Linked DNA regions of Oryctolagus cuniculus: all the other regions are linked to region 1. A link is a contact called in public Micro-C data. All regions are on one chromosome and are shown on one strand. The core of a region is the stretch at or near the end of the contact, and the rest is flanking DNA. Distances in the headings are between cores, read along the strand shown.

Region 1 (3,219 bases), core at 418-2,917:
TGCAGGCTCCAGGCAGGCAGGGCGTGGTGACCGGCTCGTCTTACAGAGGGTGACCAGGAGGCCCAGACGGGAAGAGGGTCTGAGCCAAGACCCCGCTGCTGGTCAGAAGTCGGTGTTCCTAGCAACGGCTGCAGCTTTCAGAGGTCACACCTGGGGGCTACCTGTACCCCGAACTGCAGTGTCCTCGACCCTAATGGGAGCTGGGGCTGGACGGCCCAGCCAGAGCAGAGGACACGGACTGGGGGCAGGGAGGCACCCTGGGACCCCACCGGCTCCCCTGTGGACAGTGAACAGCTGCCACAGGATCTGGTGGCCCCTTCCCCCGCGGGTGCCAGCCATGATCGCGGGGTCACCCGACCTCCAGGCTCCCACGGAGCCCACGCTGCCTTTTCTGTGGCCCAAGGGGGAGAGAGCTGGATTCTTGGAGTGCTTCTCCCCTGACGCAGCAGCCCCCGCGCAGTCTGCAGGGCTGAAAGGAGGGGAGAGGGGAGACCTTGATGCTGGCCTGGGGGGGGTTCTCAGGAGGAGACCCTGCCTGGCAAGATGCCAACAGCCACTGACGCTGTGGATGCCCAAGAAGCCCACAGCCCTTGGCCATGGCTCACACCCCCAGATGAGCCAACACCAGTGCTGGCAAAATAACTGGCCCCGCGGGGAGTTCTCAAGAGCCCCGGCCCTTTGCCGAACCCCAAATACACTCGGGGCACGGGAGTCAGACGGTAAGAGGAACCTCTAACTGCTGCCCGTGACCTTGGGCAAATCACAGTCCCCCTGGCGTGGTCCCTTACCCAAAAGGAGAGCTTGCCGACTGCGGGGGGCGGGGAGGAGGGAGGAGGGTCGGGAGACCCTTCTGTCTCGGGGAAGGAACCCTCGTAGCCGTCGTCGTCGCCGCCGCCGTCGCCGAGGGGACTGGAAGAAAAGGCCTCGTTCCCTCCCCCTCACCTCACACAGGTGCCAAGACAGCTTTTGCGCAAAAACTAGTTTGCAAACACGCTCCGACTTCTGGGAAGCCGCCCAGTTCCACGCCCCCCTCGGGTTCCCCTTCCCGGGCTGGGAACCCGACCTCCGGCTCTTCCGCGGGGCACGGGCTGGGGCGGGGAGGCGGCTGGGGCTCGGGGCTCGGGGCTCGGGACGCGGAAGGGGCGCGCTGCCAGCCCTCCCGAGCTTCGCGACCGAGGCCGGAGGCTCCTCGAAGAGCCTAGGTTCGGACCCCGGAGGGCGCACCCCGTTCCGGCACCCGGTCGGTCCGCCCTCCCCCCGCCCCGCAGTCCGGGCGGAGGCGGAGCGCCCCCGGGTGGCCGGGGCGGAGCTGAGTCACTCAAATGCCAGAGTCTGGGTGGGCGCGGGTGGCCGGACGCAGGGCGCCGCGGCCCCCCAGGCGGGGCCCAGCCTCTCCTGGACCCGCCAAGGGCGCCGCAAGCCGGGCCCCCGGGCTGAACTAGAGCCCTCGGGCCCCGCCCTCCCCTTGGCCGCTCGGGCCCCCACTCACCGTGTGTCCCGCGGGCGCCGCCGCCCTCACCACGCGGCTGCCGCTGCGCGCGCTCCGAGCCGCCGGGGCATCCCCGGGAGCTCCCTTGCTCGGCCGGGCCCGCGGGCGCGGGACGGGCTCAGGGCCCTGCCCGCGCGGCCATGCCGGCTCGCGTGCGCTCGCAGTCGCTCGGGGTCCGGGGCTCCTCCCGGGCCGGGCGGGCTGGCGGCGGCGGCGGCGGCTCGGGCTCCTCCCTCCGGTCGAGGGGGGGTTGCGGGGCGGGAAGCGGGGAGGCGAGGCGGGCGCTTCCTGAAGGGGCGAGCGCTCTCCCACGAGCGCAGCGGGGGCGCTGTCCCGCCCGGAGCCCAAGGTTCGAGGCCCGAATCGCAGCGCCCGCACGGTGCAGGCTGGGAGTCCGCGGATCGGGACGCCGGGGGTTCGCGCCCTCCCCAGGCCTGCTTCGCCGTGGCGCCTGCCGCCTCCAGTGCCCAGCGCTTTGCTCTCGGGGCTGCACGCGGGAACCGAGGGATGGGCTCAGCCCTGGCCTACGTGGGGTGGGGGGCAGGGCTCCGGATGCCGGCTGGACCCCAGACGCGGGTGGGCGCCCCTCTGCGCCCTCGGGGGACGCGCCGCGGGGCTTGGCCCTGGGCGGTCTTGGGCAGCGCTAGGACCGCGGTGTGTTTGGTCGTTGTTTCTATAGCAAAAGAGCTCACATTTTCTCGCCGCCGGAGACAGGGACGATGACATGATTCTGTGACACGGACGAGCGGACCACAACGGACAGGAACGGGGCCCGGGGCTGGACCACAACGGACAGGAACGGGGCCCGGGGCTGATCGGCGTCTGGGAGCGTCTGGAGCCTCCCTTGGCTCCCCTAGAAGAGGCGTAAGCTCCGGGCGCCCTCGGGCGGGTTCACCACCGGGCGGGCGGCAGACAGCCGAGGGGTGCGGTGCGGCTCACCGGGAGGCCCTCCAGACGGGGAGCCCGTGGGCCGCAGAGGGTTAACGTCTAGCGCTTGTTTGGGTCGTGGGTTTTCCATTCCGGGCAGGTGAGGGTTAAAGTGGGAGCCTCGCCGCATGGGTGAGTCACTGGCACTCTGCAGCCTCGGAGGGGCGGCCACCGAGCACCCCCAGGGCTGCGAGCTGCGATCCCCAGCCTGCCTCTCCTCCATCCAGCCTGCCTTTATGCACGCTCCCCTCTTCCTTCCTCTGAAAGTGTCAGAGCCCTCTGCCCCCCTCCGGAGAAAACCAGCCGAGAACCAGCTCCAGGCTCATTTCCTCCAGGCAGCCTTCCCGGATTTCTTTGCCCTCAAAATCCCTTTCTTCCAACAGGAGAGCCAGTCGCAGGGGTGGACAGTGCTCAGGAGGCTTACGGGAGGCCAGTCTAGGGTCCTGGATAAAAAGTGCAGAAGTTGGAGGTGGGGTGGGACAGAAGACCCAGCTCAGCCCTGGGGCTCAGCCAGGCTTCCTCTAAGAGGCCAGCTGAATGGGCAAGTTGGGCGTGGTGAGGGGAGGGGAATCCTGGATCTCTGGCCAAGGACACAGACGGCAAGGCCGGTCACAGCAGTGCCACTCCTAGGTGTGTCCCCAGGAGGACCCACATGAAGACCTGTGATATGCAGATGTTCACGGGGTGGGATTCCTGGGAGCCCAGGAGTAGGAACAAGGCCATGTCTTTCAGGTTATGAAGTGACAGTTAGGGGTGTGGTATTGGGCCACGGTGCCCCCCGCAGTGCAGGTGAACTGTGCGTG
Region 2 (3,270 bases), core at 257-2,756, 270 kb before region 1:
GCACAGCTGGGCTAACCATACTCACGCTCACCCTTTGTATTTCTTCTGTCTCCTTGCTTTGAGCCCCCTTCCGCCCTCCTCCCGGGGACCTCAGAACGCCTCCAACTTTGACCCATGATAGTTTCAAAGCCACTTCCAGACTGTCAGGTGTTTCTCACAGGAGTACCACCCTTCTGGTACCCACATCTGTCTCGGTTAACTCAGGATGCCGTTACAAACGACCGTGATAAGCAAAAGACACGTATCTTCCCATCATTCCGGAGGCTGGAAGCCCAAGACCAAGGTTCCTGCCAATCTGCATCAGCTGGACTCTCAAGGCCGCGGCCAGTTCAGCCGACTCCTGTTCCCACTCTAAGTCCTCACGGATGGAAATCTGTCCCAGCTACGCCACCTGGCGTCCAGCTTTGTCTCTGACACGTGTTTAGTTCTCACTACCCTGTTGATGGACACCTTTTGCTATTATGAATAAGGCTGGTACGAATACACTTATGCACACCTTTTTGTAGACTTGTAGATGGGACAGATCGTTTTCTGTTGGGTAAATACTTAACACAGGCATTGATTTTACTAAAGATCTTTAATTGGACATTGTGTATGAAAACAAAATGGACACTCATCTTTTACAAAAAAAAAACTACACAATAACTCAGGAAACTTTTTAAAAAGAAATAGGATGATACATAGTAAAAATACCAACATTTTCTTATATGCAAAGAAAAAAAAAACTGGAGAAAACTTTGAAATGAAAAGGGGGAGGCCCCACAGGAGGGGCCGCTGAGACGTGAGGAGAAACACAGGCGACTACATCAAGAGTTGTTAAGTTAATGCGACAGTGCACACATTCCATTTACGAAGGGTGACACCGCCTTTCCATTTATGTAGTGATGCAAAGGTCCGTTCCTAAGAACTCGGACACAGAAATAAAAACACGGAGCCTACAGCAGCACAGGTGGTAAGCGAATATCCCAGAGTTGGCGAAGGGCGGGGACAGGACCGGCTGCAGGGAACCAAGGTCCTCCCAGCGGTCCTGCCCGGCGCTTGGCAAAGGGGCCGAGAACGGCCGCGCCTGCCAGGCCCGCAGCCGACGAGCTGTGTGACCTTGGGCGTCCCCAGCCCTCGCTGAGGCTCCGTCAGCTCCAAGAAACGGGGGTGACAGGCCCTGCGCCAGCGCTCTCGTCCCTCACAGCTCGAGATGAAGACCAAAGCCGGCCACACAGCCCGCTCCAGCTCGCGACGCCGGGGACTCCGCGCTGCTGCCCTTCACTTCACCTTGCTCGCCGGCCGCCACGACGGCACCTCCCGCCCCGCACCCAGCTCCCGCCGCCTCGAGCCTTCTCCCTGCTCCTCCCTTTTCCCCGACTCAGCCTCGGGCTCACCCGGCAAGCACCGCAGCTGCAGGAGCCTCCAGCCAGCCCGGCCCAGCACGCCCGACACCGCCGCCGCTGCCGCCATCTTGGAAGCGGGCACGCCGCTGGCGGCGACGCAACGGGCAGCGTCAGGGCCGCGCCGCGGCCACTTCCGCCCTCTTGACGTCGCGCCGCCTCCGCCTCTCTCGAGCGGCGCGAGGCGCGGAGCCGGTGGCCGCGGAGAAACCCGGAGCGAGCTCGGGCGGCAGGTGAGCGCGGTTGGGGTGATCTGAGAGCCCGACCTTCCCCAACGGTCCCCTCCCGGCTCACCTTGCGTCACAGCCTCTCCTTTCCTAGCCCCAGCCCCGTCCCGCCGTGGCACGCTGGCCACGGCTGCTTCCCTGAGGACCCTGGAGGGCTTGTACCCTGGAAAGCGGGTGTGAGGGGCCGGCCGGCCTGCCCTGGGCTCCGGACGCTGGGGCTTCAGCCCTTTCCTAGGCTGCTTTGTTTCTCGAACGTCCGCTCCCGGGAACAGCACTCTGAGAAGGAAGATTCTCCGAGCTGGGACCCGAGAAACCCAGATCTTAAACCTGCTTTTACCCGTAGCCACTGCTGTGACCTTGGGCCTCAGTCTCCGGTTTTCGGGTCTCGGAAGGTACATGGTGACAAAGCACCAAAGCTTGGGGCCCACACGTTGGACTTCTGAGCCTGTGACCTGTCCGAGCCCCCAGGGTTTGGAGTCGAGTCGCTCCCAGACTTGGGAGATCCGGGGAGCCCTGTCTGCTGCCCGGGGAGTCGAGTCACTTGGTCTGGGTGTGCCCCGCCGGTGCGGAGGAACGTCTGGGATGGCCGGTGTTCGTTCTCACATTGCTTGGGGGCTCCAGGAGGCCACGGTGCGGTCACGGATCACAAATGCGGGTAGCAGCAGGGAAGACCTAACAGGGAGCAGTGAGCGGTTTTGGGATTAGGGGTCAGGGACGACAGGAGCATGTCATCCTGTAGATTGTGTGTGTTCGCAGCTAGGCCCTGCCTTTGTAGTAGGTGGAAGCTGTGCTTTGCGCCCCTCTGATGAGCTCCTGTGGTCTTTCTAACCATCCTGTCCCCCCTGCGTCAGCGTGGCAAAGACCTCCCAAGCCAGAACTCTGCCCAGACGTTAGAATGCCAGGTCCACACCGCCGGGTTTAGGTAAAGCCGCAGCGATCTCTTCGGGAGGTTTTGTTTTCTGAGTTTTGTCCACTGGTCTTCGAAGGAGCCTCTCCTATGGGAGCAAACTCCTGAGTGTCCTTTGTGAAACCTTGTCCCTGACCCCCAGCTAATGACCTGGAGACACAGTCTTCCATTTCTTTCTTTTTTTTTTTTTTTTCCTTTTGGCTGCTTTTATCCATAAGAGGGGCCGAACGCCTCAAGGTTGGATGCTCACTGGGTTTCTTGAACAAGTGCCTCTCCGGAAGTGATTCTCAGGCCTCGCCTTGTGCTGCCTGCCTGTGACAGTTCCTAAAAGCTGTGGGGCCTGTGTGTGTGGACAAGGTCAGCGGCGTGACTGGCTTCTGCCCCACCTCTCTGTAGTCATGAGTCACAGCTTCTGAGTGTGTGGCTTAGGTGCCAGCCACTTTTTCCTTATAGGTTTTTGTTTTTAAAGACAGATTTCACAGCCATAGCACAAAGCTCTGATGATGAAAAGTATCACACTTTGGCTTTTAGATATTTAGAAGAACATTGTTGGCTGTTTTATTTGGAAAATGTTCACTGAAAACAGGTGGCTGTGCCTGTTCCTTGAGGATCGGTGTTTAACAAGTTATGTTATGAGCCAGCCCTCTCTCTCCATCAGAGGATTATTGGGGGAACACAGGAAGCAAAGCATTGATGTTTGCCTAATTTTCTGCCGCAGTCCTACCCCAGGGCTGTCCAAGGTGTCACAATGTGC
Region 3 (3,468 bases), core at 721-3,220, 350 kb before region 1:
GAAACACTGCACCAGCCCTCGGTCCAAACCCTGCCTCCTGGGGGCCGCTGACGTCACATAGGTGTTGCATTCAAAGAGGGACCTGGAGGTGTCGTTTTAGGAACAGAAGTGACAACGGCAAAATGCAGAGTCATTTCTGGGCTCTGGGCCCTCCCATGTCACCCTGGGCCAGTCACTTGACTTCTGGTCTTCACCGTCCTCACCATGCAACACCCAGCTCATAGGGTGGCGGCAAACTGAACTTGGCCGAGGGGGAGCTGCCCAGACTACAGCCAGCACTCACCTCGGCTCCCACAGTCAGAGGGTGTTTCTCCCACTACCTCCTGCAAAGGACACCCCCAGCACAAGCTCACAGCCTCCTGTCTTGGCAGAGAGGGCCCAGCTGAGGTCTGCCATCAACCCAACCTCCGCCACCTTCAGCCCTTTCCTGCAACGAGCTCTGGGCTCCTGGTCCCAGGCTCTCACCTGCAGGCTGTCTGAGGACAAGACAAAACCCCTCTAAGCCTTGCTTCCCCCAGTTCTATGATGCCTGTGCCCTTGTCCTCTGAGCTCCCAGCATCTGCATCTCACAAGTCCAAGAGGCCACAGGAAACAAAGGCCAGAGCAGCCACACAATTCCAGACCGGCCACCAGCGCTGATGGGAGCCACACGGCCCCAGGGACAGCTGACGCCAGCCGACGAGCAGGTGCAGCCCTGCACGGAAGACACGAAGCAAGTGAACGGACAAGCAGAACTGCGGGTCTTGCAAAATGCATGCTATCTCGCCAAATTCTCAGAAGCAGTATCAGAGGAACAGGGCAGCCACCGGCCACAACATCTGGGAAGGAAGTGGCCAAGCCCTCCCAAGGAGAACCACTGCCCCACTGAAGCGCGCAAAGTGACCCTTGGGGCTTGGGGAGGCCGTTGAAGACTTCTCCTTGCTGCAGGAACATGAGGTCAGAAGGGAAGGATGATCTCTCCTGGACTTTGTTGAGGAAACAAAGACTTCAAACATCAGCATTTGACACCAGTTCTCCCTTCACTCTAATGGGTCCTTGGCCGCAGTTAGGATCTGCTGTGGGCTAGGAGTGGTATCACGCACGGCTCAGCAGACTAAGCCTGCTTCCCAGGTCGGCAGGCATCCCATATCGGTGCTGGGTCCAGGCCCACTCACTCCACTTCGGATCCAGCTCCCTGCTAATCCGCCTGGGAAAGCAGTGGAGGATGGCCCAAGTCCCTGCATCCACGTGGGAGACCTGGCAGAGGCTCCTGGCCCAGCCGCAGCCCCTGTAGCCAGCTGGGGAATGAACCAATAGCCGGAAGATATCTCTGACTGCCCCTAACTCTGGCTTTCATATAAAAAAATATTTAAAAAAGAAAGGAGCTATTGGTAACCTAGGGTAAAACTAACTTACCTTCGTAATGTTTCATTTCTTTTTCTAGGCAAAATCTCAATCTATCAATGTTAGGACCTCGTTTTGGGGAGGGGTCTTTTAAACATGTCCACCTCAGGCGGCCTTCCAATGGACAGGATGGGGGGGGGACCTCAGACACCCTCTTCCTTGCCAGGACTGCAGCCACTCTACCCCCAAACAGAGGGAACCCCAAAACAGCTAGACGCCCGGGGTCCTCCAAGCCTCACTGCACACGGGAGTCTGCGGCGGCCGCCTCAGGTGCCCCACCACGAGCTGCGTGGGTCAACTCTGCGGTTTTGCAAATGGGGAAACTGAGGCCGGCTGAGGCCACAGGCCTGCGGGCCCGCGTCCTTTCGGTGCGGACAACAGAAGTGGGCTTGGGAAGCGCGCCCCACGTGTGGAGCCCGGGACCCGCCTGGAATGTCGCCGGCGCTCCGGGAAACCTGAGGCGGGAACGCCGAGCCCCCGCGGGCCCCCGACCCTGCCTCCGGTCCCCCCCCCCATCCCGGCCCCCACGCAGGGGTGGGGCCTCCGCAGGGTCTGCTTGGCTCTCCAGCTCGGGCCGCGCCCCTCGCCCCGAAGCTGGGCTACGAGGCCCACAAGTAGCCGGGGTCACCGCGGGGCCACAGCGGTGCTCGCGCCGGGGCCCCGCTGCGCCCGCCCCGCCGGCTCCCCTCCTTCCCCTCCCCCCAGGAGGGAGGAGGAGACTCCGCGGCCCTCCCTCGGCCCTCCCGGCGGCAGCCGCAGCCAGCCCCGTGCCCACTCCACCCAGCCCGGCGGGTAGGACGTCCGGAGCCCGCCAGTCCCGGCTCGAGGTGAGCGGGGGCGGAGGGCGCAAAGTCACCGCGGCTCGGGAAGTCGCTGCGGACCGCGCACCTTCCGCGGGAGGGGAGGGGTTAAGTTGGGGGGAGGCGTGCTGGAGGAGCGGGAGCCAGCGGGGCGCCCGCGGCAACCCCCAAACTTCGAACGGAACTTTCTAGCCCTCTCCTTTGGCACAGGCGGCTCTTGGGGGGGGGATCTCGAGCCCCGGGCCAGGAGGGGCTGCCGGGCGGCTGGGGGAGGGGGCCGCCCTTGGAATGCTGCGGGCTGGCGGCGGGAGGGGGCGGCGGGCGGGGGCGGAATTTGGAACTCTCCCGGGGGACCCAACGTGGTCACCATGGCGAGCGCGGGATGGACAGGAGGAGTTGGCCAATCAGAGCACGATACCACCGCCCCAGACCTGTGGTGGCTGCCAATGGGGGCGCACCAAGGAGGAGGTGGGCGGGACTGCCCCGCGCTGGACGGAGGGCCCGCCGCCCGCCGCCCGCCGATAGGTGGAGCCGGGCGGCTCCTAGGGCCGAGGTGGCCGGGGAGGGGTCGACCAAGTTGAAGGCCAAGGCGATTGAGAGTGATGGGAAGCAGAAGCTGATTTCTGAGTTAGGGCAGGTGGAAGGGCGGCTCCGGGCCAGGAGAGGGGAACGGGCCTCGGTTGTCCCGCCGTGGTGACAGTGCTGTTAAATGGCATCAACCACAAGACCCCTGCCCCATGGGGCTTCAGTTTCTCTACCTTTATGTGGGGTCGCAGCCCCACCGCCACCTCCCAGGAGTGTTGTTGGGAGCGAATTGGTTTGGGTTGGTTCAAGGTCTGCCCACCTGCTGGACAGAACTTTTAGGAATTCCTTTAGTGCCTCGTCCCATCCTATAGGTAGGGAAACCGAGGCCCAGAGAAGGCCAGGGACCCGCAGGGATCACACAACATGTCGATGGCAGAGGGGGAAGGAGCTGGTGAGTAGTTTAAGGAGTTGCTCAGAGGGTTGGGGCTGGAGCAGAACCCCACCCCCCCCGCTGGCATCCGCCTGCCCCTCCCCGCCCCAGCTGGGCTTGTCCCCTTGGCCTGGTGCCTGAGCACCCTGTGTCACAGGTGCCCCCAGGAGCATTGCACTGCAGGTAGTTGTGACCCAGGAGGGGCAGCGTCCAGTCCCAGTACTGGCTCTGCAGCTGGTCTGTGTGAGCACAGCCCTGGGACCAGCTGGCCCACGCGTACAGAAGGGATCTGGGCTCACCAGGGATCCAGGGTGTTGTTAGGGCTCCTGC

The links. A called contact is a pair of places that touch in the nucleus more often than the background predicts.
Region 2: a contact with region 1 is called in a Micro-C map of ear pinna, with 5 times the contacts expected there. The contact joins the promoter of COQ9 here to the promoter of CPNE2 in region 1. A contact is called at or near these places in 4 of 6 Hi-C or Micro-C datasets (ear pinna, psoas muscle, skin fibroblasts and 1 more).
Region 3: a contact with region 1 is called in a Micro-C map of ear pinna, with 2.6 times the contacts expected there. The contact joins the promoter of CCDC102A here to the promoter of CPNE2 in region 1. A contact is called at or near these places in 2 of 6 Hi-C or Micro-C datasets (ear pinna and an unstated tissue).

What each region holds. Positions count from the first base shown.
Region 1 is chr18:40,722,810-40,726,028 of mOryCun1.1, reverse strand. CPNE2 (copine 2) reads right to left here and starts at 1,667. Exons shown (of 17, transcript XM_051846795.2): 1 at 1,490-1,667. It overlaps LOC138846395 (a long non-coding RNA gene), which reads left to right and starts at 1,857. Exons shown (of 2, transcript XR_011383872.1): 1 at 1,857-2,353.
Region 2 is chr18:40,997,290-41,000,559 of mOryCun1.1, reverse strand. COQ9 (coenzyme Q9) reads right to left here and starts at 1,506. Exons shown (of 9, transcript XM_017342242.3): 1 at 1,377-1,506. The coding sequence starts at 1,452. CIAPIN1 (cytokine induced apoptosis inhibitor 1) reads left to right here and starts at 1,484. Exons shown (of 9, transcript XM_002711542.5): 1 at 1,484-1,615.
Region 3 is chr18:41,070,829-41,074,296 of mOryCun1.1, reverse strand. It overlaps CCDC102A (coiled-coil domain containing 102A), which reads left to right and starts at 1,970. Exons shown (of 9, transcript XM_051846800.2): 1 at 1,970-2,210.